2 separate regions of the Mus musculus genome follow, and region 1 is linked to region 2. The links are chromatin contacts, called in public HiChIP or PLAC-seq maps. All regions are on one chromosome and are shown on one strand. Each heading gives the region's core, a stretch centred on a gene start, on an enhancer-like site or on the middle of the called end of the contact. The rest is flanking DNA. Distances are from core to core; before and after follow the strand shown. Region 1 overlaps Naip2 (NLR family, apoptosis inhibitory protein 2). Region 2 holds the start of Smn1 (survival motor neuron 1).

What was found. HiChIP or PLAC-seq counts read pairs in DNA pulled down with a chosen protein or histone mark.
Region 1: a contact with region 2 is called in an H3K4me3 HiChIP or PLAC-seq map of bone marrow-derived macrophages, with 4 times the contacts expected there. The contact joins the enhancer-like site here to the promoter of Smn1 in region 2. A contact is called at or near these places in 2 of 39 promoter capture datasets (macrophages and stem cell-derived epiblast-like cells), 3 of 484 Hi-C or Micro-C datasets (embryonic stem cells, myeloid progenitors and neutrophils), 2 of 115 datasets of contacts at active chromatin or transcription factors (bone marrow-derived dendritic cells and bone marrow-derived macrophages) and 3 of 9 other capture datasets (adipose tissue, liver and pancreatic islet).

Annotation. Positions count from the first base shown.
Region 1 is chr13:100,183,013-100,188,088 of GRCm38.p6, reverse strand. Naip2 (NLR family, apoptosis inhibitory protein 2) reads left to right here. Exons shown (of 16, transcript NM_001126182.2): 4 at 597-696; 5 at 4,251-4,332. Among named protein-coding and RNA genes, the nearest start is that of Naip2, 17 kb to the left of the region's middle. Within about 2 kb of position 3,713, at least 35 of the 459 cell types and tissues checked have an H3K27ac peak or open chromatin away from gene starts, as enhancers often do. A contact at or near this core is called in bone marrow-derived dendritic cells, bone marrow-derived macrophages, macrophages and 2 more, where this site is marked.
Region 2 is chr13:100,122,097-100,127,003 of GRCm38.p6, reverse strand. Smn1 (survival motor neuron 1) reads right to left here and starts at 2,149. Exons shown (of 9, transcript NM_011420.2): 1 at 2,039-2,149; 2 at 346-417; 3 at 15-134. The coding sequence starts at 2,110.

The sequences.
Region 1 (5,076 bases), core at 2,464-4,963, 60 kb before region 2:
TAATTTCTGTAGTTGTGAAAGAATCTTGGTTTTACTTGTTTAACTCCCGTCCATGAGGCAAACTGTCTTTGAGGACACTACACTCTGAAATGTCTCAGCCACACACAGGAGTTAGACAATTGCAAGAGAGTCTGTAGTGTGCTGAATACCTACTTACGCTATGCATGGGTTGAACACTAATTCTAATTCAACCAGTTCTCTGTCCCTTCACATTTCATAGTTGAGTTCACTGAGGCTCAAAGAGTTAGAGAATTGTGCCTCCATTTTTATAGAAAGGACATGGCCAAAGCAACTCCAGCTGGTCCTAGCTTTTGCTTCCTCATCACTTTGGTCCTGAAAGCTAAGAGCTACCTCTATCTGAGAGAAGATCGAATGTAGAGAGTTGTGTTTGTAGAGGATGGCCATGGCTGGGGAATGGAGGTCCAGAGCTTAGAAGGGGGTCATGTAGGGCAGTGAGACTGTGGACAGGGATTCAGCCAGAGAGGCTATGGAAGAACAGGCATGCTGGAGTCTGTCTTGTTCTGGTGCAGTATGGCCAGCTCCAAGACACAGCTGGTGCCATTGCCGGACAGTCACACACTTTCCTGCATCTGTAGGTAAAAGGGACACTGTGCAGTGTTTCTCCTGTGGTGGATGCTTGGGCAACTGGGAAGAAGGAGATGATCCCTGGAAGGAGCATGCCAAGTGGTTCCCCAAGTGAGTTTCAAATGCTTTATTCTTAAAGTTTTCTGCTTTTATTTTTATTTTGTTTTTTGTTTGTTTTAGGAAAATGAAACAAGAGACAAAAGAGCAACATTGTTGCAGTACCAAATGAGTTCTGACCTTTCTCTTATTCAATATGGGATCAAGCAAGGAAAATCTGGTCACATAGTGCAAAATTTGAATCACATGATCTTAAATGGCTTATCTCTTATGTTAATTTTTGCTTCATTATCTTTTCATTTTTATATTCTGTGTGTTGTATGTTGGTGTATGTAGAGTGTGTTTATATGTGCGGTATGTTGGTGTGCGTAGTGTATATCTGCATTTCTGTGGAGGTCACATGTTGATATGCCCCATCATTCTTCACCTTATATATTAAGACAGGCCCCATGGGATCCATCTGTCTCTATTACTACTGGATTAGGATTACAGCCATAGTGGACTGGGCTCCAATTTTAAGTTCAGGTCCTCATGCCCATGGTGAGGTATTTTATGTACTTGCTGAGGCCTTCTCAGCATCCAGGAACTGAGGAAGGCAGTGAGGTGTGGATTGGGGGTAGGGGGAAAAGCTGATGACTTTTGTCTATTCAAATCTCTCTTGCTATTCTGAGGGCAAAGGATGATAGCTTCTGGCAATTACCTCTTGCTGATTTGATTCAGGGGCCAGGTGAGAGGCTCAGAGTTCAATAACTCCTCATAAGCTAGAGAGAAAAGAAAAAAAAAGTCAAGCGCGCGCACACACACACACACACACACACACACACACACACGCACGCACACACATGCACAAACAATTAATGAAGCAGAAAAGGGCTACACCACCACTTTACTGTTATTCTTAGTTTTTATATTTTCTCAAAAAAAAATACCTAATTTTAATTATTAGGTAGGAGCGTTACAGAAGAATACTTGATTGCATAGTTTTCTAAACATTTCTAAATTCCATGAGTTCATAGTAGGTTTAAAATAATAATTTATGTCATAGGTCAATAATTTTAAGGAGTTACAGCAGAATTGTTTACATGTCTTTCCATTAGGACTAGTTCCTGACTGAACATCCCTGATCTATTTTTTAGCTCCATAAGTTCATTATAAGTTTAAAGCAATAGTGTTTGTCATAAATTGTCTGTCCTTGCACCTACAATAAATTATCTATTCCCAGTTTATGACCATTAGTTACCAGATCGTAGCCTCATTCCTGACCTAAAAAGCCTGTTTTCCTTGATTGTAAACTTGTTCCAAGCCTGTTTTCCTAGCGCAATTAGCCTGTGACACATAAAAGTTTACAGAGTCCTATTTGCAGCTTTTATTCTATAGGGAGCTAGAGATTACTTGTATAAATGTAGGGGTCTATAAAATCAGATCAAGAATTATGAAATTATCAGGTTTTTTTCTGAAATCATCAACTGGTCTAAACACTACTACTCCATGAAAGTACATCTTCATATTGATTCTGCAAGAGCTCTGTTCAACAGAGTATGTGAATACCCAGGAAATCATTAAGCAATGTAAGAGTGACAGGGAAAGGCATATCAGCAGCAAGAAGCAATCCTAGGATGAAGTCTCTGGGGACCTTGCCTCTCAGACCACACCCATTGCAGCCACGCAAGATGGTGGGCCATTTCCAGAAAACTCATTCACTTGGTAAAGCCTTTTCTAGATGGGATGTGTCACCTACTAAGCCATCTCCCCAGACCCACCTTTTAATTTTTAGTAATTGGGGGTGGGGGGGTTATGTGCATGTTAGTGCTGGTTAGAGGACACAGGTATTCTTCTCCTCCTTAGAGCTAGAGTTACTGTGGTTGCCCAAAGTAGGTGTTGGGCACTGAACTCAGGTATTCTACAAGTACATTAAGGACATTCTATCCAGGCCACCTAACAATTATTAAATGTTATTTTGTTGTCCCAATACTACAATTTTCTTTGTCAAGCAGCAGTTTCATGACTTAACCTTAACCAAGGAGTGAGTTAATCTGCACAGGAATGGAAATGATGGTTAGGAAGGTGGACACTGGACAATTGGGAGTTCAAGGCCATCTTATGATTTAAAAAAAAATGGCAAGAGAACCAAGTCCTAGATCACCTCACACCAATGCCACTGGAGACAAACAAGTGTGTTTTATTTTGGACATGCAGAATTTTTTGTTATTGATGCTTAGAAAAAGAAGTGCATTTTACTTATTTTTAATAATGTGTTTAGTGGTGTGGTTTTTATGCCTGTTGTTTTTGTTTCTGCCATATAAACATTCATTCCTTTAACTGCTTTTCAGACTTTCATTATGGAAATTACACAGAAAACAGAGGAAGTATAATGCACACCTCTGTGAAGCTGCTCTAATCGTATTTTGTCTATCTCTTTCCCACCATCCCTGTGGAACAGTAATGATTGGGCTATGTCAAAGTAAATTCCAGCTAACACATGGTTCCATCTGTCATCCATTTAGCATATAGCTTTAAATCATGACTTTAAAAAAAAGAGCCACAGTATTGTTATGTCTCCTAAATGAGAAGACTATTAATGTCTAATACCATAAAATATTATCACCATATTCAAATGTCCTTCTCCCTCCATCTCTTATGATGCTTACATTGATTTAGAGAGAGACAGAGACAGAGACAGAGAGAGAGACAGAGAGAGAGAGAGAGAGAGAGAGAGAGAGAGAGTGAGTTCCACCCTCTACTTACTGTGAATCGATCTTTTTGATTCTATTGCATATTTTCTTCAAGAAAAGAACAGCAGGGTATAATATTATATACCTATAGTGCAGGCTCCTGTTGCAGCTGAGGTGGGAGGATTGCTTGAGATCAAGACTTTGACATCACCATCACAACACAGGAAGACCCTGTCTTGAAATAAAAATTAAAATAATAATAAGGTCTGTCCTACTTTGCTTTCTCTTGCTGTGAAAAACACCATGACCAAAAGCAATCTGAGGAGGAAAGAGTAGATTTGGCTTACACAAACAGATTACAACCTGCCGCCGAGGGATGTCAGGGCAGGAACATAAGTAAGAACAAACGGAAACTATGACGGAACACTGCCTGTTGCCTTGCTCCCAGGCTCATGTCCACCTATCTCTCTTATGCCTCCCAAGACAACCTTCTCAGAAGTGGAACCCCCTGTAGTGGACTAGGCCCACCCACATAAATCATTAATCAAGAAAATGACCCACAGACTCACCTACAGGCCAATCTAATGGCCTTATTTTCTCAGATTAAGTTCCTTCTTCCTAGATGACTCTAGCTTATGTCAAATTGACAAAAAAGCAAAAACAAACAAAAATAGCCAGCACAAGGTTTGGTGCTTAAATAATGATGCACTTTATCATTAGAATGTTTTAAAGTTTTTAAACAGTATTAATCCTTATGAGTAAGACTTCAGGAAAATCTGACAGTTTTATTGAAGTACCAAATTCAACAATTTGATGGGTTTTTAGTGAATATTTATTGTGATATAGATAATCTTCACTGAAATATTGGGGTTATTTTTCATCAATATTGATATTGCCAATATTAGGGATAAATTTTAAACATATTTTTAACCCTAGATGTGAATTTCTTCAAAGTAAGAAGTCCCCAGAGGAAATTACCCAATATGTACAAAGCTATGAAGGATTTCTTCATGTAACGGTAATCTACAACAGACAACTATGTCTAATAGTGTATGTTCTTTACCTAATAACGTCTGAATTGTCAGGGTGAGGTTTTCTGATGGATTCTGTGTCTTTCTCCCTTTCTTTTCTCATTCTCCTGCCTCTTGTCTGCAGAGAGGAAAACAAATCCTGTTATCCTGTTAAGCTGGAACCACTTAACTTGGTTTTCAAGCTGGCTGTGTGTGGCTTCTGCTTGAGGCCACTCCCCTAGCATCTTTCTGTAGCCTCTACCTGGATGTCACACTCAGTCCTCTGTGGTACCTGACAGAGGCAGGGCACTCAGGATGCCTCCTGCAGCTGGGCATTTAGACTCAAACTAGTGAGGGCAGTTGGGAAACACAACCCAAACTGAAGCCAAAGGAGATGTATTTGCTGATGACTCAGAAGCAGCATCTGCAGACAGCATGGGTTGAAAGTCTGGGTGCAGTTCTCTCAGAGGGAGAGTTGCTCAATTGGAGAGGCCCTTCTGATGTGAGCCCTCTTCCCATGTCTCAGTTCCTCATGAGTCAAATGCATCTGTGTGTGTAACTGCAGTTCTCTTGTTGAGCTGGGTGTCTGGTAAGAGTGACCCTGAGAAAGTTTCCATTTCACTGATGTTTGGAACTGCATAAAATCCCCCAAATCAATAAAACTCAAACCAAAATTAAAGGACTGATTTGCCCAAATTCTGCTGCTCTAATGAAACTTGGCTTTAGTGGAGAAACGTCTTCAGTTGCAGCTC
Region 2 (4,907 bases), core at 900-3,399:
AATCAATCTATCACCTGTTTCAAGGGAGTTGTGGCATTCTTCTTTTGGCTTTTATTCTTCTTGGCAGGTTTTCTTCTGGCTGTGCCTTTTGGCTTATCTGGAGTTTCACAAATGTCACCGTTCTTTAGAGCATGCTATGAAAACAGTAAATAAATAAATAAATAAATAAATAAGATCTATGTGTCATGGAGGGATATATTTTTAAAAAGTCACTACTTTCTAACATAACAGGTCCCACCACCTAAGAAAGCCTCAATGTGCTCAAGTTTATTTTTCTTCTCTCTCTTTCTTTACAAAATGTATGACCTGAGGAAATAAGGAAAAAAATGATTAACCATTTCATACCTTAAAGGAAGCCACAGCTTTATCATAAGCTTTTATCAATGCTGTATCATCCCAAATGTCAGAATCATCACTCTGAAGAGGGAGAAAAAATAAAAAATAAGTTATAGATAGATGTGCTTAATAAAAAACAGATAATAGGAAGTACTGGGGAAGTAGCTCAAAGTCCCTAGATCAACCCCCAGCAATGCCTACAGCCCAGACACTCAGAGTGTGTGTTACAGGCAGATACATTTCTAGAAAGTCACCACGCACGAACACAGAGATCCTAGCACCTAAGAAAGCCTCAATGTACTCAGTAGAAGCAGAGGACTGCCAAGGCAAAACTGGTCTGGGCTATAGTGGGTTCCCAGACAGCATAGACTACAACATAAAACTCTATCCCAACAAACAAACAAGCACACCAACAAACAAAAACAAAACCATGAACTACAAATTAAAATGGCTCATATCTATAATCTACAATCCCAATATCCCGGAGCTGGAGACAGTAGGGTTGCCAAGAGCTCCAGGCCAGTCTAGCATATTGAATTCCAGGCCAATTTAGGTTATGGAATGTGTCCCTGATTCAAATGGGGGCGGGAGGGGGGGCTGAGACGGGGCAATCTCCTTGAGTTTGATGCCAGCCTGGCTTACATGGAGAGTTCCAAGTCTCCTAAGGCTACCCTGTGAGACCTGTCTCAAAACAACAAAACAGCAACAAGAAAGAAGCTGCAATCAATAAGATTACCCCTGAGATTGTAAACATGACCCATCACCCTGGGCATGAAGAAGTTACCACGATGACAAATTAGCACAGGAACCTTGTGGTTTTAAGGAGAGAACCAGACCGCCAGGGCTCCCCTGAGGACAAAGGGCAAAGCTTTATTCAGAATAGGAATTGCTGGGCTGTCCCCCAAAGAAGGAAATGCAGCACTGCCCAAAGCTGCCCAGAATTCTCTTCTCCCACCCCAAGCCCCAAGCAGAAATCAGTTGCCATACCATAAGACGACCGAGGTCCTAATGTTTTAAACTTCGTTAGATGGAGTATGTTGTTTCCCAGGCTAGACTCAACTTCACATTCCTGCCTCAGGAGCTGGGACTGATCACATGCACAGTCCACCAACTTGGCTCTGATTTGCCCTCGTACTTACCAGTGTTTATCTTACTTCTACAGTCTCCCTGTAATTTAGGCTGGTCCGGAATTCACGCTGTAACCGAGGATCTTGAACTCCCGACCCTCCGGCCCCCATCTCCCAAGTGTTTGTGCATGTAATTATGCGTGCACCACCAACCCTGCCTCGGATCTGCTGTCGTATACATTTGAATGCAATGCAGTCAATAGCAACTTTCAACTACTCCGGGCAACTTTAGTTATCCCTCTCTCTCAAACTTTATCAACTGTTGTTTGCAACACTTGGTCTTTCCGGTTACAAAACTGGATCCAGAAAACCAGCATTTTAGTCTAAAGTCCCTGTGAACATCTTCATCCTGACCTAAATCTGGAGCTTTCCAATGGCTCCTATCTGGTTGCCTTGCTTCAGCCAGCCTGTCCCCGTTCCTGCACATCCCCTCACAGTCACACAGGACCAAAGCGTGGCTCACAGCCTCGCCGGCGCCCGAGCTGCACCAGGAGCCGCCTGCGGATGTGGCCCGAGCTCGCACCGCCTCGGTCTCGGGCAGCGCTCCGAGTGCTAGCGCCGAGCCGCGACCTCACCTGGCCGGTGCCACGCCGGAACAGCACCGTATCTTCCTGCTCGGAGCCCGCTCCGCCACTGCCCATCGCCATGGCCTGCTACCACGGACGCTGCCGGGCTCACTCAATGACGACTTCCGTCATGGGGCTTCTGGGACCGGAAGAGTACGGTGGCCCGGAGGCAGCCAGAGACCTCCTACACGCTTCCAACTCACTCCTCCCACATCTGTCTTTTCTCTTTCTCCCCTCCACCTGTCTTCTAGTTCTTTTTTTTTTTTTTAACCTTTCCCTCTGTTTTCTTCCAATTTATTTTCCTCCCTCCAGCCCTTTTCTTTTCATTTTTCAAGTCAGCCTCGCTATATAGCCTAGGCTGGCCTTTGCTACCTCAGCTTCCCGAGTTTGGGATGAACCTTCACAATAAGGGCATCCTGTGTTTGCTGGTTCTTGATGCACACACCAATTATTAGACGATGGGTTGGTATCGGGCCTTTTGCAGTGTTAGGTGTCTGTTTTGTAATGGGCCCAAGGTTGAGGTAAGGGGAGTCGACCATTTCCTTCATCTGGCATATCTGGTAAATTCCTGAGTCTGATTTTCCTGATAGAATTTCGATATCCCATGTGCCACCATAGTTTTGATTTATCCCAATAAATTTACAGATTGACTCAGGAATAAGCCACCTATCAGCCTGTAGAAAACAAACAAAAAACTAGATAAGTCCTGGCAGATGGTGCTATTTCTGGTGTACCCAGAGGTTTCAGTCACCTCCCTCAAGATGGAGTCAGAAGCTGCTTGTAGGGTGGAGTTTCCAGAGGCAAGCAGGTATGAGTTGGGGCCAGCCTGGTCTACATACGAAGTTCCAGGCCAGTCAGAGGTTTGCAGCGAGCCCCTGTCTCAAACTATGATGGACTCTCCCAGGGCAGGGCACAGCCTGGCAAAACCCACTGTTTTCTACAATTTAGGGGATCTTGGAATAGGGCATAGACAATAGGGCATCCCAAAAGCGCCCAGTGAGATTTGTGGGTTCTTGTGTTCCAGGATTTAACAAAATAAAATTGGACCAGGGGCACACTGATAGTGATGTGGGTGTAGATCGTTTGTTAAGAGAATGTTCCCAGCTGCGGACATGGACAGAGTATCTGGGAAACACATCCTACTGAGCTGGTAAAAGGCAGAGTGCCTTAGCTAAATTAGGGGATATTTACCCAACAGAACACTGAAACAATGTCTCAAAACCACAAAAACCTGCAATTTAAAAAAATGAGGAGGCGGTGACATCTTCGGCTCCAGAAAACCGGCCACCTTCCTGGCCAAAGCAACACAGCTTCTGGGAAAGATCCTGTTTTGGGCCTTCATCTTCAGCCAGGAGGAGGTCCAAACACCAGATAACTGTGCACCTTCCCTAAAAGAGGAGAGCTTGCCTGCAGAGACTGCTCTGACCACTGAAACTCAGAGGAGAGAGCTAGTCTCCCACGTCTGCTAGTAGAGGGTAACAAAATCAACAGAGGAACAATCTCTAAACAAAGACAACTATAACAACTAACTCCAGAGATAGCCAGATGGCGAAAGGTAAACGTAAGAATCCTACTAACAGGAACCAAGACCACTCACCATCATCAGAACCCAGCACTCCCACTTCGCCCAGTCCAGGGCATCCTAACACACCTGAAAAGGTAGACCTGGATTTAAAAGCATTTCACATGATGATGGTAGAGGACATAAAGAAGGAATTTAATAACTCACTTAAAGAAATACAGGAGAACACTGCTAAAGAGTTACAAGTCCTTAAAGAAAAACAGGAAAACACAACCAAACAGGTAGAAGTCCTTATAGAAAAACCGGAAAACACATCCAAACAGGTGATAGAAATGAACAAAACCATACTAGACCTAAAAAGGGAAGTAGACACAATAAAGAAAACCCAAAGTGAGGCAACGCTGAAGATAGAAACCCTAGGAAAGAAATCTGGAACCATAGATGCCAGCATCAGCAACAGAATACAAGAGATGGAAGAGAGAATCTCAGGTGCAGAAGATTCCATAGAGAACATCGGCACAACAATCAAAGAAAATGGAAAATGCAAAAAGATCTTAACTCAAAACATCCAGGAAATCCAGGACACAATGAGAAGACCAAACCTACGGATAATAGGAGTGGATGAGAATGAAGATTTTCAACTCAAAGGACCAGCAAACATCTTCAACAAAATTATTGAAGAAAACTTCCCAAATCTAAAGAAAGAGATGACCATGAACATACAAGAAGCCTACAGAACTCCAAATAGACTGGACCAGAAAAGAAATTCCTCCCGACACATAATAATCAGAACATCAAATGCACTAAATAAAGATAGAATACTAAAAGCAGTAAGGGAAAAAGGTCAAGTAACATATAAAGGCAACCCTATCAGAATTACACTAGATTTTTCACCAGAGACAATGAAAGCCAGAAGAGCCTGGACAGATGTTATACAGACACTAAGAGAACACAAATTCCAGCCCAGACTACTATACCCAGCCAAACTCTCAATTACCATAGATGGAGAAACCAAAGTATTCCACGACAAAACTAAATTCACCCATTATCTCTCCACGAATCCAGCCCTTCAAAGGATAATAACAGAAAAAAACCAATACAAGGACGGGAACCACGCCCTAGAAAAAACAAGAAGATAATCCCTCAACAAAACTAAAAGAAGACAGCCACAAGAACAGAACACCAACTTTAACAACAAAAATAACAGGAAGCAACAATTACTTTTCCTTAATATCTCTTAATATCAATGGTCTCAACTCCCCAATAAAAAGACATAGACTAACAGACTGGCTACACAAACAAGACCCAACATTCTGCTGCTTACAGGAAACCCATCTCAGGGAAAAAGACAGACAC